Regions from separate parts of the Mus musculus genome. Here regions 1, 2, 3 and 4 are each linked to region 5. Evidence: chromatin contacts called from public Hi-C and promoter capture Hi-C data. All regions are on one chromosome and are shown on one strand. Each heading gives the region's core, a stretch centred on a gene start, on an enhancer-like site or on the middle of the called end of the contact. The rest is flanking DNA. Distances are from core to core; before and after follow the strand shown.

What was found. Promoter capture Hi-C pulls out the DNA fragments that hold promoters and counts their contacts. A called contact is a pair of places that touch in the nucleus more often than the background predicts.
Region 1: a contact with region 5 is called in a promoter capture Hi-C map of hippocampal neurons, with 2.8 times the contacts expected there. The contact joins the promoter of Snhg17 here to the promoter of Tgif2 in region 5.
Region 2: a promoter capture Hi-C map of liver shows a contact between it and region 5, with 4 times the contacts expected there. The contact joins the promoter of Vstm2l here to the promoter of Tgif2 in region 5. A contact is called at or near these places in 3 of 39 promoter capture datasets (hippocampal neurons and liver).
Region 3: a contact with region 5 is called in a promoter capture Hi-C map of liver, with 3 times the contacts expected there. The contact joins the promoter of Bpi here to the promoter of Tgif2 in region 5. A contact is called at or near these places in 2 of 39 promoter capture datasets (hippocampal neurons and liver).
Region 4: a Hi-C map of CD8 T cells shows a contact between it and region 5, with 4 times the contacts expected there. The contact joins the promoter of BC029722 here to the promoter of Tgif2 in region 5. A contact is called at or near these places in 1 of 39 promoter capture datasets (liver) and 1 of 484 Hi-C or Micro-C datasets (CD8 T cells).

The regions. Positions count from the first base shown.
Region 1 is chr2:158,360,226-158,362,925 of GRCm38.p6, forward strand. It overlaps Snhg17 (small nucleolar RNA host gene 17), which reads right to left and starts at 1,297. Exons shown (of 6, transcript NR_027887.1): 1 at 1,180-1,297; 2 at 718-845; 3 at 239-374. RefSeq lists a cis regulatory region at 1,229-1,505.
Region 2 is chr2:157,913,343-157,916,042 of GRCm38.p6, forward strand. It overlaps Vstm2l (V-set and transmembrane domain containing 2-like), which reads left to right and starts at 1,311. Exons shown (of 4, transcript NM_198627.2): 1 at 1,311-1,589. The coding sequence starts at 1,469.
Region 3 is chr2:158,256,963-158,259,662 of GRCm38.p6, forward strand. Bpi (bactericidal permeablility increasing protein) reads left to right here and starts at 1,279. Exons shown (of 15, transcript NM_001356542.1): 1 at 1,279-1,462. The coding sequence starts at 1,333. Gm34571 (a long non-coding RNA gene) reads right to left here and starts at 2,017. Exons shown (of 3, transcript XR_866913.1): 1 at 1,889-2,017.
Region 4 is chr2:155,817,924-155,820,623 of GRCm38.p6, forward strand. It overlaps BC029722 (cDNA sequence BC029722), which reads right to left and starts at 1,309. Exons shown (of 2, transcript NM_001384169.1): 1 at 1,243-1,309; 2 at 1-1,160. The coding sequence starts at 1,157. The coding sequence ends at 1,002. Mmp24 (matrix metallopeptidase 24) reads left to right here. Exons shown (of 9, transcript NM_010808.4): 9 at 1-443. Eif6 (eukaryotic translation initiation factor 6) reads right to left here. Exons shown (of 6, transcript NM_010579.2): 6 at 1,914-2,188. The coding sequence ends at 2,179.
Region 5 is chr2:156,838,617-156,841,316 of GRCm38.p6, forward strand. Tgif2 (TGFB-induced factor homeobox 2) reads left to right here and starts at 1,391. Exons shown (of 3, transcript NM_173396.3): 1 at 1,391-1,622. It overlaps LOC115486128, which reads right to left and starts at 2,632. Exons shown (of 5, transcript XM_030252280.1): 1 at 2,566-2,632; 2 at 1,100-2,383. The coding sequence starts at 2,632.

The sequences.
Region 1 (2,700 bases), core at 47-2,546, 1.5 Mb after region 5:
AGATGAGGAAATCAAGAACCAGACAAGGCCCGGAAGCCAGCAGAGAGCAGTGGCTGAAATCTGGATGGTGCATATGACCCCCAAAATCTTCTGGCTCCTTTCCATTCTGCTCTCCACCCACCAGAGTAAAGCAGAAGGGTACAGAAGCGACAGTGGGAACACAGGACACACAAGACACAGATCCCAAGTGGGTACAGCAACAAGCAGGCACACCTCAAAGAACCCAGCCTCACCTCACCTTCACCCACTTCCAACTATAAATGAAGAAACTGAATCCCCCATCCCAGGGCACAATCCTCACTCAGGAGCACCAGTTTGTCGATGTAGCAAGACGGAGACAACTCTTTGGCCACTGTAGATCCCAGCTGTTATTTCTGCAAATACAATAAGCCCAGGTGAGCCACATGAACAGCACCCAGTTACCTGGGAAAGCACCCAGAATCCCAAACACAAAAGCTGCCAGGTAGCAAACCACGGAGCATAGACACCCCCCCCTTTCCTCTGTAATCCCCACTATGCAACATGGAACAGAACTGTCCCCAGAATCTTGCCCTTGGTTATTTCGAGCCCTCACCGAGCTTCTCTCTGCACAGTGGCTTTGTCGACCTCCTCAAAAGTAGTAATCAGAACTCCACACCACCCCTCTGCTGGTACCCATGGGAAGGCCAATTACAGGCACCCGGGCTTCAAGTTGCTCCCGAATAGCAGAGCACTTACCCAGGCATCCTCTCCCTGGACAGTGGGTGTCCATCTCGGAGTTGAAGGGAGTAGGGGGTTCCAGAAGCTGTAATCTGTCGACCCAAGGAGCTTCCATCTGTCTCCAGGAGGGCTGCGCAGTCTACAGCCTGGCAGGACAACGGAAGCGGCTGCGGCGCAAGGCAGGGCGGGGCAGGGGGACCCAGATGCTGCACCCGGGGTCCTGGGGGAGTCTCAACTTAAATCCTGGTCAATGGATTCGCCTTGGTAGGATGCTAAAAACATGGGACACAGGTCGTAAACACCGACCCACTTTTTGTAGGCGACAGACATGGCTTTGAGGCTTCAGATACTCAGACGGTGAAAAGCACGCGGCTTGAGGCCCTCCCTCCTCTAGACCCAGCAGACCAGCCGCCCACCGACGGCCCGCAGCCCGGTTTCCTTGATGGAGGAAACGGCGCTGCCCATGCACCTTGCACTCACCTTGGTGCCCTGTATTGGGGAGACGAGCCCGGGAACATGCGGGATGTCTGTAGATTTGGGCGGATGGCAATGGCCAGAGAGGAAACACATCCACGCGACAGGAAACTGTGGTCTTCACGATGGGCGCTGGCGGAAGAACAAATGACAAAGCACGCTGCAGCCTAGAGCAGCATCTCCGAGCGGCGGGCCCTCCAGCGCCCCCACGAGGAGAGGAGACTAACAACTGTTTGAACATATTAAGTTAATTTTTTTTTTTTTTTAAACAATGATACGTTTTAGGAGGAAACTGTCTCTCGTTTGCCGTATTTTTTCTGTTTGTTCTGAAGCAGACCTCTCTTACAAACTACTGATTCCACAGCACATGGCTCAGTGGTGTCACAAAGGAACAAATGATGACTTTAAACACCACCACACGAGGTCAGTAGTGGCTTGAGACTGGCATGTGGAAGGGATGAGAGCAAAGAATGAATGCTTTGCTAAAAGTCTACCTAAAAATCATAAGGCCGATGGGACGATTCCCTTAACCAGAAAAGTCCTGATCCAAGTAACAGATGAGAGACAGATGTTTGAGAAGGAGCTCACGTGTTTCCAAGTCTTCATACTCCCAAACTCTGCTTGGATCCTAGGCCAAATGTGGCTCTTGGCCCTATGTACAGCAGCTCTGCCCTTGGGGCTGAAGAAGGAACTCCACTGAAAGAGTCCAAATGACCTCTGAGCCAGCCATCTCTTCCGCCTCTAAGGGTGACTTAAAGACAAAAGATAGTCTGGGCTGGAGAGATGGCTCAGTGACTTAAAGCAATTGCAGAGGACCTGAGTTCAATTCCCAGTACTCATACAGAGAGCCTAATGTTTGTCTGTAACTCCAGTTCTAGGGGATATGACGCCCTCTTCTGTACATTGTAAACACTGCCTGTAAAAGTGGTACACATAGTATTTCAGGCAAAACACTCGCAGGCATAGCATTAAAAGAAAGAAAGAAAGAAAGAAAGAAAGAAAGAAAGAAAGAAAGGAAGGAAGGAAGGAAGGAAGGAAGGAAGGAAGGAAGGAAGGAAGGAAGGAAGCCAGGCGTGGTGGCGCACACCTTTAATCCCAGCACTTAGAAGGCAGAGGAAGGCAGATTTCTGAGTTTGAGGCCAGCCTGGTCTACAAAGTGAGTTTCAGGACAGCCAGAGCTATACAGAGAAACCCTGTCTCAAAAAACCATTAAAAAATATATATATATATTATTAAAATATATATTAAATATATATTATATATTAAATATGTATTATATATTAAATATATTAAATAAGTATATTTAATATATATATATATAATATATATTAAATATATATATAAATATATATTAAATATATATTAAATATATATATATATATTTTTTAGGGCTGGTGAGATGGCTCAGCGGTTAAGAGCACTGACCACTCATCCAGAGGTCTTGAGTTCAATTCCCAGCAACCACATGGTGGCTTACAACCTTCTACAGTGAGATCTGATGCCCTCTTCTGGTGTGTCTGAAGACAA
Region 2 (2,700 bases), core at 61-2,560, 1.1 Mb after region 5:
TCCTGGTGACAACAGTATACTATCCACCATAATATCTGAAAGGGGCATAGGGAGACAGAATAAAGACAGCAAGCACGGTGTGTCACTCCGCTTTTTAGATCTCTCAAACTTTAGGTACTGTGAGCCGTGCTGGAAGCTGGATCCCTGCGGTGCTGTGTGTGTGGAGCGGGGATCTGTCCACGGTGCTGAACCCTCGCATCTAATCACCCCCGAGGCGCTGTCCGCGGTTCTTAAAGGATGAAACGAAAAGGGTGCTGTCCGCAATGCTGAAACAATGCCTGCCGGCGAAGGCAGAGGAGAAATGAGGGTAGGAAGAATCCTTCCCGGGGTCCGAAACCTTGCTCCGGATCTTCTCAAGACCTCGGAGAAGGCAGCCTTATGAAATAGGCTTTTCTTTAAAATAACCCCCCAACCCTCTTTTCCTGTCACAAAAGCCTCAGTTAAAGAGTCAAGGAAGGAATCAGAATTGGACTGCCACTCTTGGGAATGAAAGAGTCTTCATGGTTTACACACACAGACACACACACACACACACACACACACACACACACACTCCATCTAGACCTTTCATCTAGGGAGAGCCTTACAGTCCAGAAGGGGGCGATCCAGTTCACTGTGTAGAACCCCAACACCTCTAAGCTAGGAGCCCCACTAACTGCTGAGTCCCAGAGACAGGAACCACAATGATAACTACATTGTGTGGGCGCCACGATGTTCCCCACTTTACCCACCTAACTCCAAAGACCCCCCCCCCCCCAACCCCCGACACACACTGCTTCTGGTGGTGGCGTCTGTCCCCATTTTTCAGACGAAGAACTCGAGGACAGGAGAAACTACGCGTGATCACACGGGGACCCCAAAGCTGCCAGATCTTAAACTAGTTCACCTATGTCTCATCCCGGGTGCGCCCCCCACCCCTATTCACCTGTCCTGCACCTCGCCTGGCCCTGGCCCCAACACTACCCAGCTGGCAAAGTTGAGCGGCCCCTCCAGCGCACGGGTCTGGTGGCAGGTCGGATGTTTATCCCCAACGATCGGATTTCGACTCCCAACACCCTAGTGTTCCGCCCTGCGGGGGGTTAGGTCCCCAGGTGGCCTTCCACCCCCGGGCCTGCCCCACCCCCGCTCCCGCGCGGGAGGCCAGTTGCGAGTACCGCTTTAAAAATCCCAGCCTGGGCAAAACTTTGATGATAAATCAAGCTGCGGATCCCTCCGCCGCCGCCGGCTCAGGGCGGGGAGCGAGGGGGAGGGCGGGTGCGCGGCGGCGCGGAGTGGCCTTCCGCGCAAGCGAAGAGTCCCGCAGTCGGAGGCGGCGGGCTGGGCGTGCGCTCGCTGCCTGCAGCCGGGGCCGGGCCGGGGCCAGCAGGAGAGGGCGGCGGCGGCGCCGGGCAGGGTACGGCGGGCGCGGGCTTTGCGGGCTGCGGAGCCCCGATGTGAGGCGGCGGCGCCCCCGGCCGGAGCGCGCAGCATGGGGGCCCCGCTGGCCGCGGCGCTGGGCGCCCTCCACTACCTGGCACTTTTCCTGCAACTCGGCGGCGCCACGCGACCCGCAGGCCATGCGCCCTGGGACAACCACGTCTCCGGACACGGTGAGTTTGCGCGCAGCCCCCACGGACTTCCCCCCACTGAACCCCACCCCGGTCGCAGCCGCTCCAACTTGGCGGTCGCGGTGCTCGAACCTGCGCCGACTGATGCTATGGCCCAGAGTTCCGGGGCGCCCTCTGCTGGGACTGGGGACCCACCCTGTCTCCTATCGGGGCCAGCTCTGCGAGAAGGGGTTCCCAAGAGCACACTCGCTCTGGCCCCAGCTCGCAGAAGACCCCCTCCACGCGCGTACACACTCACACGGATACACACACCTCTGCGACCATACAGATGTCTCCAACCGCGGACACACTCAGCCACGCTCACTGCATCCCACACTCACAACTCTGCACATCCCCTCTGAGCCTCTCCTCGCTGGTAAATATACTTGTGCCCACTACGCACACGAATCAGACACTGGCTGGTGGCTCACCCTGCCAGCTGGCACTCGGGCACACACGCTTCGCTTCGCCACAACTCTTGCCTGTCTGCCTGCAGACACGGATACACATGCACGCACGCACTTGTGCACACACTTTGCCCACCCACTTCTCTCTGCCCCGATTCCTTTCTCCTTTGTGGGTTTAACGCTGAAACTGCTCCTGCATCCTCTTCATCAGGATCCATCCCTTCCACGGCCGGGAATGGTCCTGAGGGGCGCCAGATGCTGTTGCTTAAGACCTGCTAGCCTGGGTGGCAGCTTCCTTTGCCATCCATGTGGGTGGGTGGCATCCAGGGGTAGGGACAGTCTGGGGATAAGAAGGTAGGGACGGAGAGCTGGGATACACTGGAGTAGTTGAGGTCTATTCTTTCAGCTAGAGGCCAGGAGTAAAGAGGAATGTAGGGTGTTTGTCCCTGGGGGGATCATGAACCCCTTGAATCCTACAGGACACCCCCATCTCGGGGACCCCATCTCAACCTTGCCCCTAGAGGACTGAAATGTTGAACTCCAGCATTGTGGGAGCAAGGAGAAAGCAAGTGCTGCCTGCACGAGTGTCTGAAGCGCCTTTCCTCCCCACAGGAGCCCAAGTTGGCAGCAGAGTTGGGTGGTGTGGGGCAGGCAGCTGTGGAGGCTCCCTGCCCCTGAGCCATGCTGTGTGATGGGGCAGGGGTGGT
Region 3 (2,700 bases), core at 29-2,528, 1.4 Mb after region 5:
CAGGAGGATAGGAGGATCCCGATTTTTAGACTTCCATAAAATCCAGGGGATTGGGGTGGGGCGTGAGAAACCTTGAGCCTCTGAAGTCCAGCCCCCTCTGTTCACCATGGAGACCGGGCCACTCCCACTCGGGGCCTGAGGCTGCTGCAGAACTTCACAGCCCTGCATGCAAAGCTGAACTAGATTGCAGGAGGGGAGGGATGGGGGTGGGGGTTCCCACCTTGCCCCTCCAGCTTAGCGCCTCCTGCTCCTGATGGTGTTAGAAGTATCTTGGCTCTAAGAGAAGCCTACTGTCCCCTCAGAAGCCTCAAATCCTGGTCCCTGAGAAGGAGGGGTGAAATGTGTGAAAACAGATATCTGGTTAAGAAAACTGGGTTTAGGAAACGATGGAATATTGAAAGCCGGGGGAGAATGTATTCAGAGAAAGGGAACTTTCCCGGGCTAACCAATAGGATCCCATGTCTGATAGGAAAACAAACAGGCAGAACTAACTATCTATGCTTGCCAGGAAAAAAAAAATGGGACAGGCGAAAATTAAAATATGTTTGGTGTTGTGTCTTGGAGACGAGTCCATGTAACTGATTCTCGTATTTATTTCTGAAGTTCCGGTTAAGGCTCCCATCTGGATTCTCTTTCTCGCAAGGCACACTATGCCTGCTTTCCCTACTGGAAGGCCATCCTGTCCTCACAGTAAGCTAGGGGCGAAGGTGATAGTCCCCCCCCACCCCCCACCACCACTCTATAGGAGAGGAAACCGAGGCACAGAGAAGCACAGAGAGGCTGAGACCAGCCTTAAAGAGTAGCTGAGATGCCAAGGACAAGACTCCAGAATTAGAGCACTAAAAAAGTACCCCTGCAGCCTGGGATGGGGGACACCTCCAAAGGTCCCGTTTTTTAAACAATTTACTACGGATACAACCAAAGGGATAGGAACTAGAGACAGGGAGTCTCCGTGTGGTCACCACCCAGCTTGAAAGAAAGCCTTACATGAGGCGAGGAGGACGCAAGAAAAGGATGGACTGCTTAGGAAGAGGAATCCGTCCCAGAGCCACAGGTCTCAACAGGCTCGCGCGTGCTGGCATGGGTGGGCGCGTGCACGTGCACAGCACATGCGCACATGCCCATGCTCGCACAGACCTCTAGGCTCCACTGGGGCAGCCCCTGGACTGGTCCCCAACGTTGATGGGGAACCGCAGCTGCCCTCCCCCTCCCGCCCCCACGGCTGCCTTCCTCCTTCCTCTTTCTACTACTGCCCTGCCCTTCCCCAGAAGGCTTCTTTATAGGTCTCAGGTTCCCATCCGAGGCCTTGTGGTTTGGGCTGCCCTAGAGGACATGACCTGGGCCCCTGACAACGTGCGGAAATGGTCAGCCCTGTTGCTGCTGGCCATCATTGGCACAGCCCTGACAGCCGCCACCGACCCTGGCTTCGTGGCCATGATCTCCCAGAAGGGTCTGGACTTCGGTAATTGGATGCCTTTCTCTCTTCCTCCCCTTCCCTGACAGGGCACTTAGGGTGCACAGCCCTTTAAATCGGATGCCTGGCAAGTTCACTGCTTCCCCCCCCCTCCTATTTTACATAGAAAGAAACTAAGGCACCGTCTCATAGGACTAGAAAAGTGTCAGAGCTGGGACTGGATCACACTACTCTAGAAGATTCCAAGTGCCCCGGGGCTCTGAGGGTCCCCACGGTCCCTTCTCTCTACACCGTGACATTTCTAGGCCTTTTCTTTCCAAAGTCAGTCGTCTGCCTTACCTCCTTTGTTAGAGACTAAGCAGGCAGGGGGTGCCGGGGGGCGCCTCCAGTGAGATGTACACACACTGCGGGCAGACTCTGGGAAAGCTACCCCAGGCTCCTCCCAAAGGCCAGGCAGGTAACAACTCCGCTCACCTGCTTCTCTGCCAGGCGCCTCACAGATCCACCGGTCCCATTCTTCCATTGCAGGACTGGGTGGGTGGGACACAGCACTCCTGCAGGTGAGGAGTCTCTAGCAAAGGCGCTCTAGTCCTCACTGAAGCCCTTCTTGGGGCCGCTTAGTGCTGCCTCCTGGTGGCAGAGAGAGGAACTGCAGAACTCAGGGCGATCCTAGTTCAGATCAGACCAGGTTGGGTGGGGGGGCGGGGCAGGTCCCAGGGGATCTGCTTTCCTATCCCAGAACGCATGTTCCAGGCCATGCAGGCCATCGCAGGGATGCAAACAGATTCCCCCATGAACGTCGATGAGGATATGGTTGTGTTTAAATCCAGAGCTGGTGTGTGTGTGTGTGTGTGTGTGCGCGCGTGTGTACATACATGTCACATGAGTGCATGGGTGACTGACAGCTTTTGTGGGAGCAGAGGCTCAGCTCCAGTGTCCCATGTGGCAACTGGAGTGAGTTTTTAAAAAATGCAGCAAGCCTATTATTCATTTGTATGCCCACATCCAAAGGTTGAACTTGGGGAACAAGAAGCCTTGATCTCCCATCTTGACTCTACCATATGTCAGCAGTGAGCTCTTGACCAGAGCACTAGGGTGTGGGAGGGAAGGGAAGGACCCCCTTCCTAGGATTGCTCAGCTTGGCAGGGAGCAGTGCTGGTGGATGGGAAGACCCCCGTGCTTTTTACTGTTACTACTGCTGGTTATAATGGCATCTGGGCTGGTTCCTGGCAAACTGGAAGCTACCTCAGGTCACCTCTCTGCCTCCCTCTTCTCCCCTCGGGGGC
Region 4 (2,700 bases), core at 59-2,558, 1.0 Mb before region 5:
CGAGAAAACTGTCTCTTCTAGTCCTCTCCTCTGGGCCTCCCTCCCCCAGTCCCCTGGTCCCTCTCCTCAGGTTGGTGCTCACTTCTTGAAAGCTCTAGGCCCCGCAGGCTCCCTGTTGGCTCCTGGCATTCCAAGGCCAGTTGCGAAAGAGCAGGGGATGGAGGCAGGCAGCCCAGGCTGCAGATGTGAGGGACACAGGGCCGGGCCCAGAGAGGGCTCAGCCTAGAGGCTTCCAATCTTGGATTCTTCTGCCTGCGGTCATCTGTTTGTCCATCAGCCCAGGTCAGAGCAGTCAGAGGGGCAAAGTACTAGAGCCCCCAGAGCTCAGCTTCCCCTCGGCCTGGGTGACATCACAGCATCTCAGTGTCGGTCACATTTTAAACTGATCAGCCTTTGTACAATGTTTTTTAAATCATTTCTAAATAAAACAGAAATACAGTGTTTTTTCCCCTGGGGTATGGGAACAAAGACCAGGGCATATGTGTGCCCGTAAGAAGTTTCAGGGAGAAAAGGGTACCCTGGGAGTGTACTTCTGCAGTTGCCTCGTGCATCTTCTAACCAGCAATCAATGTCCTGTCCTCCCCACCCCACCCCAACCCGTCACCCAGGAACCTCAGGAGTACGGGAGGGTCATTGTGGCAAGACTTCTCTGGAGACAGGGCACATGGGGCTATGGCCAGGCAGCAGCTCAGTTCTAGCGAGGGGGAAACCAGGATTCAACAGCATCAAGAGCCTGCCAGGACGCCTCATCTGATCCTGGCTCTTCCTCTTAAGGAAATCAGCCCAAGGACAGAGCTGAAAGGGGGCGTGGGAATGAGCTGGTTCGGGGGTCTGTCAAGTCTGAAGCTGAGGTGCAATTCTCTGAGGTGGCCCTGAGGGACTTTCAGTCTCCGCGATCTTTCTTGAATCTCTGCCCAGAGGGAGTAAGACAGGAAATCACAGGGTGAGGAGATAAAAGCCAGGCCAGGCCCAGGAGGGCATGAAGGCCAGGGGTGGCCGGGTCAGTACCAGGACGTGCAGGCGATTAGAAAGCGCACGTCGTCCAGTGGCCCCCACGGGCCAGGTTCCGGCTGAGGCTGCTGCGGACCCTGCGGCGCTGGAGGCTGGGGCTGCGCGGGCTCCGGGCCATCCTGGCCACCACTCAGGAGAGCGCCCATGGTCTGTAATAGAAGCCCATTTGGTACCATGCCAGAGCAAGTGTCACCCCACCCATCACCACCCTCTACCCGCGCGTGTCCTCACCTCAGGCAGTAAAGTGAAAGCAGAGCTGCACGGAAGCCGTCTGGCCTGGGAGGAGCAGCGTTATGACGCAGCCGAGACAGAGAAGGAAGGCCTTCGCACGCCAGGGGCGGGCCCCGTGAGCACGGGAAAGGCAGGGCCACTAGCCAACCACGCCCAGGGCCCAAGGCTCCGCCCCACTTAGAAGAAGGCCCTGCTAGAGCCACAGGAGGCGGCCTGGCTTCCCAAGGAGGCTACCCCATCTTCAAATTCAGGCAGGACCAGAATGCACTGCAGCTGAGTGCCTATGGCCTCACAAAGGCCCTGGCAGGGAGAAGAGCTGGGTGTCTCATTCTGAGGCCAGGGAGGGCCGAGAGGCTGGAGCTGGCTTGAAATGGAACCCAGAAGCCAGCACTACTTCCTCTTGTTCATCTCTTCTTTGAGGGGTGGGAGGGATCTCATTATGTATCCCTAGCTGTGCTAGAACTCAGTGTGTAGCCAGGCTGACTATGAACTGGAGATCCCCTCTGCCTCCGGGATTACTGGTGTGTTCCACCACCCCCTGCAGGTCTCCCATCCTGTTGAGGGAAAACACTGCATGTCATCCCACCCAACTTCCCCACAACCCAGGAACTGCTGTAGAAGGAGGTGTTGCAAACTGAGGCCACACACACACACACACAGCACACTGAGGATGGTGGGAGGCAGTCCTTTAATGGGGTGGGGCACAAGATAGCAGAACTTTCATCCAAGAGCCACAAGAACTGAAAGCCAGCATGACAGGGCAGGCTTTCCAGTAACAATTGTCAAGAGATGGCACAGGTGAAGGGTTGGGCAATCAATTCAGCTCTACCGAGCTCTGCCATGCCCCACTGCCAGCATCTGGTACAGACTAGCTCAGGCATGGAAAATGAGCCAAAGTCCAGAGGCAGGAGCCCACACGGCAGCATGGACGGTGACTCATGTGAGGCTGCAGAGAGAGGAATGGATTACATATCAGGAGCTGTTTTACAAGGTACACGTGGCCCCACCCTAGACCTGTTCTAGTTCAGTCCTTGAAAAGCCACACTTGGAACCCCACCTGTTCCAGGGTTCCAGACTGACTATATCCTGTGTAAGATCAAGCCTAAAACTCCCCACGTTTGAGACAGGAGCAAGGAAAAGTCAGTGAGAGCAGGATGTGCCCAGACCAAGCCTCTCAGAGACCAGGCCAAGGCCAAAACTGCCTTCCTTTTCCAGAACTCTTCATTACTGCTGATACAAAAAGTCACAAATACTAGACTGAAAAACAGACGTGCTCTCTCTAAGGATTAAGTGGATCACTGGTATTGGAGGAAGTAATCATTCATGATACTGAAACCGAGGTGCTCACTGTGTGCAGCATGCACAGGCTCGTGTCAGCTCTTTCCTCGGCTGCTTCTTCACTTTCCTTTTTGAGTCAGGGTCTCTCACTGAGCCTGGAGCTCACCATGGCTGCTAGGT
Region 5 (2,700 bases), core at 141-2,640:
CCCTCTATTTTCCCTCCATGTCACACCTATATGACAGTCCCTGCTTTTTGCCAAGACCTAATTGGTTTTTACTTTTCTTACCTAAGATTTCCCATCTCCTTCATTCTTTCAAAGGTCTGTGGCTGGAATATGACTTGGCTAAGAAATTGCTTGTGACCAACTCTCTGAGACTTGGTGTCACCATCAGTAAAAAAGAGGGTTCTGGGCAATGTTTTTGATTTTGGATGGCCATCTTGGTTTCAAGGATTTCCAGGCAAGTCCGGCTTCTATGAAACCCACCTTAAGATGCTTTTAATCGGCATCCTGACTGGCTTAGGGCCTTCTGGTAGGAAAACTTAACTTTGGTTGCCAAAGTTTTTGTGACTACAGTACAACGAAAAACAAAAGCTTGAGTCTGCTGCAGCAATGACAGCTGTTGTCTCTGTCACTTAGCTGCAGCAGGTGCGCCACTCTTAAGTCTGACCCAAGACCCAAACTCAACAGTAAAATGATTAGAAGATAACAGCATTAAAAAAAATAACAATCAGGGAAGACTGTTCGGATGCTGTTGGTTCTGGCACGTGGGTCTCAGGTTTCTGGGCCTATATGATCACAAACCCAGAAAAGGCCTGTTAGCTGGAGTTAGGCTATGCCACACTTATGCAGATAGCAAGAGACAGACAAACAGTCAGGGAACTTGGACGCAAGGAAAACTTGAGGTAAAATGACCCTAGCCTGGACCGCTGGAAGCGCCTAGCCTCACCCTCTCCAACTGGGGTTAGCCACCAAGGGAAAGGCTCGGCTCTATCATCAGACCCACCTGGCCAAAGGACACTGGCACACGTGGTAAGGCAGGGACCAGCGAGTAAATGCGGCCACCTCCAAATTGCGACACGGTGCCTGCCTCACTCACGCTCCTGGGGTGCAGCCTGTACTCACCCCTGGCCGACCATCTGCGCTAGGCTTGGGGTTTTATCCCAAGTGGTCTTCGCCGCGCCGTTTGCCTTATGAGCGGACAAAACAACTGGTCCTTTAGCACCTGGGAGTTACTCTGAGCCGACTGAGCCTCAGTTTCCCCATCCCCACAAGGGCAAGCTCCCAGAGGAGGAGGCGAACTTACAAAGGTACGGGGACTGGCACCCTTTGTGCCTGGTAGTGCCCCCACCCCCATGGAGGAGCACACAGTAGGCGCTCCGGAAACACTCTCTGAAAGGAGGAGCGGGCCACTTCCTGCCCTGGAGCTGACTCCGGGAGCCCTGGTCCCACCGCTCCGCCCCGGGCCCCGGCCATGCGGCATTCCTAAGGTGGGTGGGCGCAGGAAGGAGGTGCCGCGGGCCCGCCCCCTCCGACGCGTGGGCGGGGCGAAGCCCCCTGGCTCTGCGGGCCCGCCCCCGAGGGTGGGCGTAGCTGGCCACGCTCTGCACAAAGTTTGTTTCTGCCTCGGGGCGGTGGGGGAGGGTGCGGCAGGCGGGATGGGAGGAGAGGGGATCTGACGTCAGGTCGCGAGGTGCTTTCCAGCCGCGAGCTGTCAGGCGGGTGTCAGACCCGGCAGGTACGCGGCGCGTTCCCCCGGTGCCCCCCGCCCCGGCCGGGTGGTCCCACACCCCACCGAGGCCGCGTGGGCCGGAAAGCCGCCAGGGAAGGTGAGTGCGGGGCGCCGAGGGGCTGGAGACGCGGGAGGAGGCGCGCGGACAACTTGGAAAGTTTCTTGGGGCGACGGGGCGGGGGAGGGGGCGTCGTCCCGGCGCGTGCGACAGTGGGTGTGTGAGCCCCGGGGGTGTGTGTGAGTCGGGACCGCGGAACGCTGGCGCGGAATGCCGGGGTTGGCGGGGGGGGCGCTGTTCGGGGTCCTTGAGGGAGGGCTCGGCTCCCAAAGCTCCCAAAGCTCCTCTGGGAGAGGGCAGCCGGTGCCCTGCAGCGGGGTGAGCGCGCGGGGAGCGGGTTTGTTTGGTTTCAAAAGTGCACGTTGCTAACCGCCGGCAGCCCCCCCCCCTCCCGCACGGCGACAGAGCGGGACCGGGGGCCGCCGAGTGACAGCTGGAGGTGGGGGCCGCGGGCGGGGCTCCGACGGAGAGGGCTTGGGAGCCCGCGCGAGTTCCCCTTTCCTTTGGAACAAAGGAAAGTCTGTCTCCGAGGCATCTGTCACTCCCAGGCGGGCCAAGGCTGTGGGGCGCGTGGGGCTGGCGACGCGGAGAAAGTTTGTGCGCGCCGGGACCCCGGGACCAGGCGAAGGGCAGCCGAGCGTCTTGCGGGGGCTGTGCGCGTCCCCGATGTAGGGGGGGCGGCCAACATGGAGTCCAGGCGCAGAGTTGGGGGGGGGGGGCGGCGCGGAGGTTGGAGCCCAGCCCCCTCTTTTCCCCTCCCCCTCCGGGCCGAGTTCGGAGCACAAAGCCGAGCGCGCACGCTCCGGCGGCCCCGCGCCCCAAGAGTCACCCTGCGCGGAGTACCAGGGAACGGGCTGGGAACTAAACTTTTTCCTGTCCCAAAATGGACACGTGAGTTTTTTTTTTTTCCTTGCAAAGTCGTCCCCCCCCCCCAACCCCCAAGCGCCGGGTGGCGGACCGACAGGGGAGCTGTTGCTCGCACCGTGACTCTGGTGGGGGACAGTTGAGTGAGGGTGCCTTGAGCGCCGGCGGATTCGTCGGCGCCCCATGAGCCATGTGCTCCGTTGCGTCTGGGCCGCGGGGGAGGCTGCGCGCTTTGTGTGAACTGCTGGGAACT